2 separate regions of the Gasterosteus aculeatus genome follow, and region 1 is linked to region 2. A link is a contact called in public Hi-C data. All regions are on one chromosome and are shown on one strand. Each heading gives the region's core, a stretch centred on a gene start, on an enhancer-like site or on the middle of the called end of the contact. The rest is flanking DNA. Distances are from core to core; before and after follow the strand shown.

The links. A called contact is a pair of places that touch in the nucleus more often than the background predicts.
Region 1: a contact with region 2 is called in a Hi-C map of blood and trunk muscle, with 2.2 times the contacts expected there. The contact joins the enhancer-like site here to the promoter of ebf3b in region 2. A contact is called at or near these places in 3 of 6 Hi-C or Micro-C datasets (blood and trunk muscle, skeletal muscle and whole body).

Annotation. Positions count from the first base shown.
Region 1 is chr6:14,085,204-14,090,153 of fGasAcu3.hap1.1, forward strand. It overlaps ebf3b (EBF transcription factor 3b), which reads left to right. Exons shown (of 16, transcript XM_040178818.2): 9 at 4,286-4,416; 10 at 4,562-4,688. Among protein-coding and RNA genes, the nearest start is that of ebf3b, 45 kb to the left of the region's middle. Within about 2 kb of position 1,943, at least 1 of the 9 cell types and tissues checked has open chromatin away from gene starts, as enhancers often do.
Region 2 is chr6:14,039,819-14,044,373 of fGasAcu3.hap1.1, forward strand. It overlaps ebf3b (EBF transcription factor 3b), which reads left to right and starts at 3,298. Exons shown (of 16, transcript XM_040178818.2): 1 at 3,298-4,076; 2 at 4,392-4,548. The coding sequence starts at 3,946. It overlaps LOC144409492 (a long non-coding RNA gene), which reads right to left and starts at 3,260. Exons shown (of 2, transcript XR_013467953.1): 1 at 3,121-3,260; 2 at 1,360-1,535.

The DNA of each region.
Region 1 (4,950 bases), core at 693-3,192, 44 kb after region 2:
GCAACCTTCATTTGTCCTAAAAGCTCTTTGTGAAACATGATCAAATTGCTTAAGAATTTGGCTGTGAGGTCAATTTCCTGTCATTGGGTTCTGCAGATTTAGCTGTGAGTGAGCTGAAACAGGGGGAGAAAAGAGAAAGAGAGAAGGGAGGGGGGGAGGAAATGGTGGGTTGACGGTGTGTGTGTGTGTGTGTGTGTGTGTGGAGGTGGGGGGCGGCCTATGAGAAAAACAGAACTTACTGTTTTTCTTCCAACTGATTCCATATGATAGACTGATTGCCTGCTCAACCAAAAGAGAGAAAAGAAGGACCACCAAACCATGGGAAATCCAAAAAGTAAAATGCACTAAACATAACCTTACGACCCCTGTGGCCTCCACTCGCAGATGGGAGCACATGCAGCTGAAAGATTGTGAGAAAAAAAAAAAAAAAAAGGAGAGAACTGACTTGGGCCAATTGTGCAAATTGCTTATCATCAGAATTCAAGACCCAATTATGGCTGGGCAAACAGTTTATATACACCACTGACTAAAACAAGCTTCTCAACACATTAATGGGCATTAATGGTTCTATCACCAAAAGCAAATGTAATGTTTAATACAACAACGGCTAATAAAAAAAAGACTAGACAATTAATATATTTCCTTGCTCTCCAGTCCTAGTGGGGGGAAAAGCTAATCTATTTGTTTTTGTCTTTATTAATGACTCCTCTACTGGAGAACAAAATCAAATAATTAAAGTCCTGCCCGGAGCACCAAAGTCATTATGTTCGCTGACGTTCTGTTTGTGTCTTTCACGTTTATGACACGATAGGTGTGGATCGCCTAGCAACCGGTTTCTTAATGAGGGGAGCAATTAAAGAGGTTGAGCCCTCGCCTCCATGTTCCCCCTCTCCCATGGGATCCTGTGTGTTTTGTGTGTATATGGTTGTGCGTGTGTGTGTGTGTGTGCCTGTGTTCTTTACAGGTTACCCCAACCCGTCCCTTTCTTCTCCTCTCCACCACACTCTTCAAAGCAGCAGAGTGACGCCCCGTAAAGAAGCTAGTGTCAACCGCCCAGTTGAACACGTCTTTGTCTAATAACTTTAATACACCTTCCCTCTGAATAGCCGCGTGCGCTCTCGCGACTTGAGACCTTTTATTTTATTTTCTTCCCCTCCTTCCTTCCTCCCTCGCAGGCGCAGCTCCACAGCAAACTCATTTAACATGCATCAACGACAAATTGGCTTTGTTTAAGTCACCTTTCACAAACAGACACGTGAGAGGAGAAGAAGCGAACATAAAATGTAATTCAGGCCGTGTCCTCCACAGTGCTTTGACAACTAGCGGGCAGACAGACAGCGTGCTTTAAATTAGCAACACATTCCTCCTCCGGAGTCCACTGGGCGAGTAGCTCCAGATATGCGCCTGACTGACTGACTGACTGACTAACTGACTGACTGGCTGACTGAGTGCCTGTGTGTCTGAAAGGGAGCGGCGTCCTTCCTCTCAGCCCACGCTGCACTTGCTCCGACTCGGATCAAGAGGTGCTGCCCCCTATTGGCGCAGGCGCGGGATCGCCTGTGCTCTTGACGGACTGAACATCCCCGCGTGACATTTTATTTTCACTCGTGTGTACTGTCGCACAACAAGCATATTACGCATTCAGACACGGACGTGCTTTGTGGCCGCCTGTCACTCAAACGTGTACGGATTCAGGCTCAAAAGGTGCATAAACATGGCCACAAATAGCCGAGGCGTTCACACAGCGTCAGCCCCCCCCCGCATATGAAAACACACCCTGAACATCACGGCACCGACTCTCTCTCTCTCTCTCACACACACACGTTCCTTAGCTCAGCTTCACTATTATAGAGCCCCAGACAATATAGGAGACTCAGCACAGAGCCTGCAGCGCCTGCCTCATTTGCATGCCAAGTGGCTGTAATGCTGTTAGGGTTTATGCAATAAAGACAAGTGAATCCAGACTGCTGGGCCTAAGAGGAAGAAAGAGAGGGAGGTGGTGGAGGGGGTAGGATAGGAGAAAGTGAAGGAGAGAGTATGAGAGAGAGAGAGAGAGAGAGAGAGAGAGTCAAAGGGAACAGATGGCCCAGGGAGAGGTAAAAGGTATAATCCCATCAGCTGCACTATCAACCGACCATCTGGACATCCCACAGCACAATTACAACACATTTCAGCAGGCAGAACAAAGGACGGCTTCGTGGGGCCACATCAGACCTGTTTGAGTGTGACAATACTAGAAGTGAGAGCTCCTCCGCTCAGATCTGGGATCAGTTTTGACGTCCTCTACGGCTAACCCCAACCACGGAGGAAAGAGATTAAGACGGATCATAGATCAGCCCGCCGGGGTCATTTCGCAGCGCAGCGGATCTTGTAATAAATTCACACACACACACATATAAAATGCAAACAATTCAGCGTTCAGAAACATGCTACGACACACAAACTGAAACGGAGGGAATTTTCCTCCACCGCAGCGCAAAGTTTGCAAATACTTAGTGATGCAACACTTAGAGCGGCAAGCTGGCTCTTTGCATCCTCGTCCGTCCACTCCTGGTGATGCCTATCATCTGCCGAGGGGGCCATTGTGCGTGTCTGTCATCAGATCGCCTGCGCTGACTGTGTAATCCACTTCGCCACGGTCCCCATTCAGCACATGCTCCCCTCTCTGTCTGCGCATTGAGACATATGCAAATTTCCAGGCAGAAGGGTGGACGGCTTAGGGCCTCAGTCGCTGCCTCTCCATGGGTCCTTCTGTGTGTGGGAGGGGGCGCTGGGATTTCGGAGGTTGCGAGTCTCAGTGTGTGTGTGTGTGCGTGTGTGTGTGCGCGCGCTTGTGTATGCCTGTCGTAGGTTTCAGGCTGCAGCTGCCCCCCAACAGGCACCGTCACCATCAGGCCGTTTTCTAGCCTCCTCCTCCTCCCTCCCCCCTCGACCCCCCCCCCCTCTTCCCCAAAGTCAATTTGTTTACAGTAATTTTGAAGGGTGAATTATTTGCTGTAATCGTCCGCACTGATGAAGGTCAGGCCCTCAGAGGGGGGCCAGCATGCCCATAGAGGGTTGGTCCTCTTTCAGACGCTCCGCTTCGCAATTAAGGAAAGCAAATGTCACTCCTCCAGGCCTCACAAATGAAAATCTGTACGGGGTGATTAGCATGAAGTCAACAGCGCCTGTTAAAGTCAGATTCCCTGTAGTACCGACGTGTGTGTGTGCACTTTATGGGCAGGGAGAGAGAGCAAACATGACCCGGACAGACCCAACAGCAAGGCAAACAAAGGGAGATGTCTTGTCGGAGGTGATCCATACAACAATGGCCGACTGTGATTTACTTACTGGATGGAAGGGATAATAGAGGTTCAGAACCCAGCTTGTAAAGAAATAAGGAACTTGCTGGAATAGTTGCTCACATTTTGAAGACTAGGAAAAAACATTTCGTAATTCATATTGTATTAAAGGATATTGATGGAAATAGATTAAATTTGATATTGCTATTTTATGGCTAGCTGTCATGCTATTTCTGTTGTAAACACGGTGTTGTGCTCAACACCATATTAAGGTAATGCATCAAATGACAGTGGATGCTAGGCAGCAGATCACTCAAATTAGATTATAATAGCAGCCCAGACTGTTGATGAATGGCAGGGCTAGGTAGCAGAAGTAGCGCCAGATGAAAAGCATTGTAATAAACAATATGAAATGGATTGAATCGATCACAAAGAGGGGAAAAAAAAACAAAAACTCAACCTGAATAATTCGCGAGTGCATTTCACCTTATGAAACCTGAATATACGCAGTGTCCCTGCACTGTGCTGCACATGCAGAACAAAAGTAATGAAATAATAATAATAAACCGGCAAAGCTTTGGCTTGTCATGTCCACTTTAACAGCACGCATTCTTGACTCATTTAAGACGTGTTCAACTTTGAAATTTGACTGTACGGGGGGGCATGCTTAATCAATTCTGATAGCTGCGTTTGCCCTGACACATAATTTGCTCCATCAAATCATTTTCCTTGCGAGCCCGGCGTTTAGCCTTTGTGAAGTGGACCATTTGAAGGGTCTGCTTAACTACACCACTCCAGCGCGCTGATAAATGATTTTGATTCTCATGCTTTAAAGGACAAATCCATCATTTTTTATTTTTTTTTCCAGGGGCAATTTCCATGATACGTCTTTGTGAGACGGACATGGAGGCGATGCGATAATGTGTCCATGTGGGGAGAGACATGGGGCTGAGTGTTGAAGCTCAGGTGCTGAATTTGCTCTTCTCTTTGTGTTGGATAAGCAGCCACCCCGTGCATCAAGGCTATCAGCCCGAGTGAGGGATGGACCACAGGAGGAGCCACCGTCATCATCATAGGGGACAACTTCTTCGACGGCCTACAAGTCGTGTTCGGCACCATGCTCGTATGGAGTGAGGTATGATTTGGAGTTCTGGGGAGTTGTAGATTTGGCTAATATTGGCTACTTTTATTCTTTAACTTTCCAGCCGATAGCGTACAGACTCCCTAGTTTGTTATTACAAAGGTCTCAATATGTATTTTTCTCTCCCTCCGTCATCCAGCTGATAACTCCACACGCCATCCGTGTCCAGACTCCACCTCGGCACATCCCCGGAGTTGTGGAAGTCACGCTGTCCTACAAGTCCAAGCAGTTCTGCAAAGGTGCCCCTGGGAGATTTGTCTACACTGGTGAGTCAAAGCCCTCCTGCACCTCCCCCCCCCCCCCCCCCCCCATTCTAGATGGACCTCCTCAGCCCCAAGTCCAGGCACTAATAATGAACTAACCATGGCCCTGCTTTCTGAATGTTAAAGTGTGACATCTGCACTGCTAGGGAAAAGGTGTTTTGGGGAGGGGCTCCTTCAAGTGCAACTCGATCCCCCTCTGACCTGCCGTCATACAAGGGCGCTGCTAAGCTCTGTTGAGCTCAAGCTGTCAGGATATCTCATCGGG
Region 2 (4,555 bases), core at 2,048-4,547:
TCTCATCACTCTTGGCCGTTTGTGTTTGGCCCCTATAATTAAAAGTAACGTTTCAAAAAGCATTTTAATATGCTGTTTGAATACGCCATGTGAAATGCTGCACGTGCATTTATGAGGTTTACAATGCTAATTGCGGCTTTACACAGAGTTTGCAGGGAAGCTGTTATTATAATCCCGTTTTAAGCATTTCATGATTTAACTGAAAAGTAAATAATTGGAAATGTTGTCTAATTTCCCCCATTCACGAGAAACATATATAAAATAAAAAAAATGAAAAGCAAAGCTACAAGTGATAACAAAGGCTGTGGACCTCACAGTCATTTTTTGTGCGTTGGAACGTCAGATTATCTATAGGCCTGAATAAATAAATAAAACAAGTACATAAATACATACCTATTAAGTAAAAACAATATTAAACATATAAAATATGATTCTATATGTCTGAGCAACTGAATGACATAAAGGATGGTTGAGTTGCTGTAAACAATAAGTGGGCTGAACGCATGCTTGCTCCATATGGAGTTAGGAGTGATGCGTGGATGTAGGCGTATTTGATTAATATTTAATCAACAACAGCATCACTTTAAAACAACCTTTGTGATAAAGCCGTGAGCGAATTTGCCTTGTGGGTGCTAATACGATTTATTTTTTAACCCCCTTTTATTATTTTACTTTCCTTCCATCAATACATTCAGTAGGAAACAATGCAGGTGAGCATAATGAAAGTGTTGTCCCAATAAAGTGCATCGATGGACAGCTGGGCAGCGGCCGGCTGATTGACTTTGCCTTGACATCTGGGAGGCCCGCTGGCCCCTGGCACGCGTTACGGCTGATGTCGCCATTTACATGCAAATTTAAGGAGATCATGAGGGCCTCGCCCCGTAAATTCACACAGAAAAAAAAGAAAAAAAAAGAAGACGTCACCCTCAATACGGGAGGAGGGTCGTCCCGTCGAGACGGGAGGTCTTCGAAGTCACCGTGTACGTTTTTTATTTTTTTTTATTGGGAGCCACGCGTCCCGGGGACTTTAGCTTCATCCAGACGGCCAGGCCCTAATCTTTAGGGGTTCTTTCATTGTGGCCGCTGAACAGAAGAATGAGATAACAGGGCCCCCGTGTCATCAAGCGGGCATTTAAACGAGCCCTGAGCATACATGGCGCAATTCGGCCAAGATGCGGGGAGGCAAACACGTTTGCACTTGTTTCCCCTTCTTGTAACGCACCACTTACCTCCATCGAGCGGTTAAGGAAATAAGCTTTTTTTTTTTTTTCTTTAATTGAGAAATGAGTAAATGTGACTAAGACCCCCCCTAATTCCACGCTCGTCAAAGTTTTCACGCGCGCAAACATTGAAACCAACGGGAATCAACATTTCCTTTATTGTGACGCTAACATTTCACCTAATGATGGAGAGCGCATTTTCCACGGTGTAAGCCCACCACGCAGATGATCCCACAGAATGAGCTGAGACGGATTCAGGCTCCGCGCCTCAGTGTGTGGAGCAGCTGACTCCCTCTCGCCGCGTCCAGATGGCTCCTGCACACAGATTTGCATTCATTTCCCTCTAATATCTTCTGAAATAGCGGGGGCAGCTGCATTTGTTGTCAAATACGGTTTAAAACTCCCTTTCAGGACAGCATCGTTACCTACGTGACGGGTGTGGAGATCCTTTTTCCTTCTCCAGTCAACAGTATCAGATCTAAGAGGATTTGTCTCAAAGTCCCCTAATTTGATAATCAGATTTAAATCGCCGTGGTGCGTGTAATCAGGGGTTAAGTTCTAATAAGCGACTTGAAAGTGTGCGAAAAAAAGCAGGGTGAGTTTTGTGCAAAAATAAATAAAAAGATATTTGCAATCTCGGTATAGCAGGCAAAACATTTTCAACATGCGTCTCGGTTTATTTCATCTAAGAGAAAAGGAGACATTTTTAAAAAGGGGCCCCCTTTGAGGTTTTCTTTTCTTTTTTCTTTTTTTTGCCACAAATTGAAACTAAAGATTTCTCTTCACTAATAAAAACAAGTTAAAAATATCCACACCCTTATTTTGTGACTGGGCAATTTGGCAATAGATTGTGTAGAGGTGAAAGCAACAGCTTATAATTCACTTATCTTTGGCAGCAGCTATTAACCCTCAGCACCAGCTAGATAGATTGCTCAGGATATAGCACACATCTCTCTTCCTCGCACCCTCCCCTCGCTCCCTCCATCCTCTCCTCCTTTTCACCACTAATGAACCGAACTGCTCGCTTGCCCCTCTCGGACAGAGTCGGACATGTAGGCTCTTTAAAAATGATTAAGATGTTTCTGATTATTACTGATTTGAACGGGACGTGCAGGAAATAAAAGAGGACTCGGAACCTTTGGCTTTCCTGAAGTTTGTTTAATGGCACGAGACACCCTGCCTCCGATTTTTAGCTCACAAAAAAAGAAGAGGTCAGAAGATCTTACTTTCTCTTTTATAAATGGCACGTGCAGGTGATTGATCTGTTTTCACATTCATAAGCGTGGATACGGTGGGAACGGATGTTCAAACTTTGTTCATTATATATACATAGCGCCATGAATAAAGACACCCTCTGCTCCGCGATGCGCAGCAAAACAATTGAAAGCCAATTGTCTCTTGTTTAAAAATTCCCCATGAAAATGTAATTTTAATTAATAGATTTATAATCGTCAGTCTGATTCTTTGGAATCATTTTGGGATTCATTACATTTTTAATTACAATAAAATAACCCGCAGCATGAAGTAAAAACTGCACAAATATATATGTTATGTGAAGAAACGTGATCTGTCATTATTGAAATATGATTTATGCCCTGTATTCACACAGCTATTGCGATGCTTTCGATATATTACAGTGAACAAGCAATCTCATCAAGGCAATTTGTAATAATAACACACCTAATCGAATAAATATGTCAAAAACTATTGATTATAATCAACTATAATAAAACTAATCACGGAAATGGCAATCATTAGGCCGGCAAAAAAAAGATAAGCAATGCCATCCTGAATTTCGAGTTATTATTATATATTGTTATTTTAATTTTTCTCTTCCTCCTTATGTGTGATGGTTACACACGGTCCAATTTTCCCATATCATTAAAAAAATCAAACTCACCACATATAGGGCCTAAGCAAGAGGAAAAGTGGAGCGAGTGAGTGTTCTCAGGCTTCTGCACTATAGGGCTGTACGCGTACAGCGGAGCGCCACTGCTTGACAGGAACCGTCAGACCTCCATATTTGGGCAAAGCTCCGCCCCTTCAGCGTCATATTCTGACAGCGCCTCTCCCGTGGGTTTAGAGTTTTGGCTCCCGGGAAAGATTTCAGTCCTCGGGGAAAGAGGGCTTAGTTTTGCATGTTCCCATCCATCCTGCACGACGCGAAAGGGCCCCTTATCCACCTCTCCTGTGTACTAGGAACACCTCCACTGGTGATCAGCCTTTGCCTGTGTTTGTCTTGTGGAGAAGCAGCAGCACCTTTTTCAGGAGTGGGTTTTTTATTCAACAAGAAGTCCTGAAGGTTTTGGATGCGGTGCTTCAGGGATGTGGGCACTTTGAGAGCAGCATCACCCACAAACACAAACAACTACCATCGATTTTTCTGTGAATAGCACAAAAAAGAGAGAGAGCGAGAAAAAAGAAAAAAAACAAAGAGGAACAATAGCAACACAAAAAAAAATCTTGTCTATTGAACAATTCACTTTTCCGGTCTGTGGATACCGCTCTAACTAAGTACAGCACTTTGAGAATTGTTCACATCGGACGGACTGAAGAGGGAGGCAAGACCTGTGGACCGGGTTTTCCCTCGCAAGTCTGAATCGGCTCTCGCTACTTATCCCTTGAACAAAAAAAAAACAAAAAAACAACCCAAAAGGATAACGCGCTTGGACGTTTATTCCCCTAATTTCGCAGGAGGCTCTTTTTTTCACGCAAATTGTCCTAAATGTTTGGAATTCAGGAAACTATACCGCGGGGCGGGACGACGATGAAGGAGGAACCGCTCGGTGGACTCAACTCGGTCCGCTCCTGGATGCACACAGCCGGCGTGGTGGACGCGAACACGGCCGCCCAAAGGTACGCATGCCAACAAAAAAAAAAAAGCATCTGATTTTTCTCACGCATTCCCCGCTCATCATATCGACCCTTCAATCCCCTGAATACTCTGTATCAATTACGGTCTCCCAATAAATGCCCCCCCTTCGGCTTTCCCTTCTTTCATTACATCAGATTACCCATTATTGTGACAAATCAAGAAATCGCCCCCCCACCACCACGTACTCAAGCGTGCTTCTTGCATCTCCAATGTGTTTCCCCCATCAGCTTCTCCATCATCGAGTATCCCCGGTGTCCGGTGCTTAACCGAGATGGTCTCTTGTTTTCTCCCCGCAGCGGTGTCGGCTTGGCACGGGCACATTATGAAAAGCAGCCCCCTTCCAACCTCAGAAAATCCAATTTTTTCCATTTCGTCCTGGCGCTGTATGACAGACAGGGTCAGCCCGTGGAGATCGAAAGGACAGCTTTTGTGGACTTTGTGGAGAAAGACAAAGTAAGCG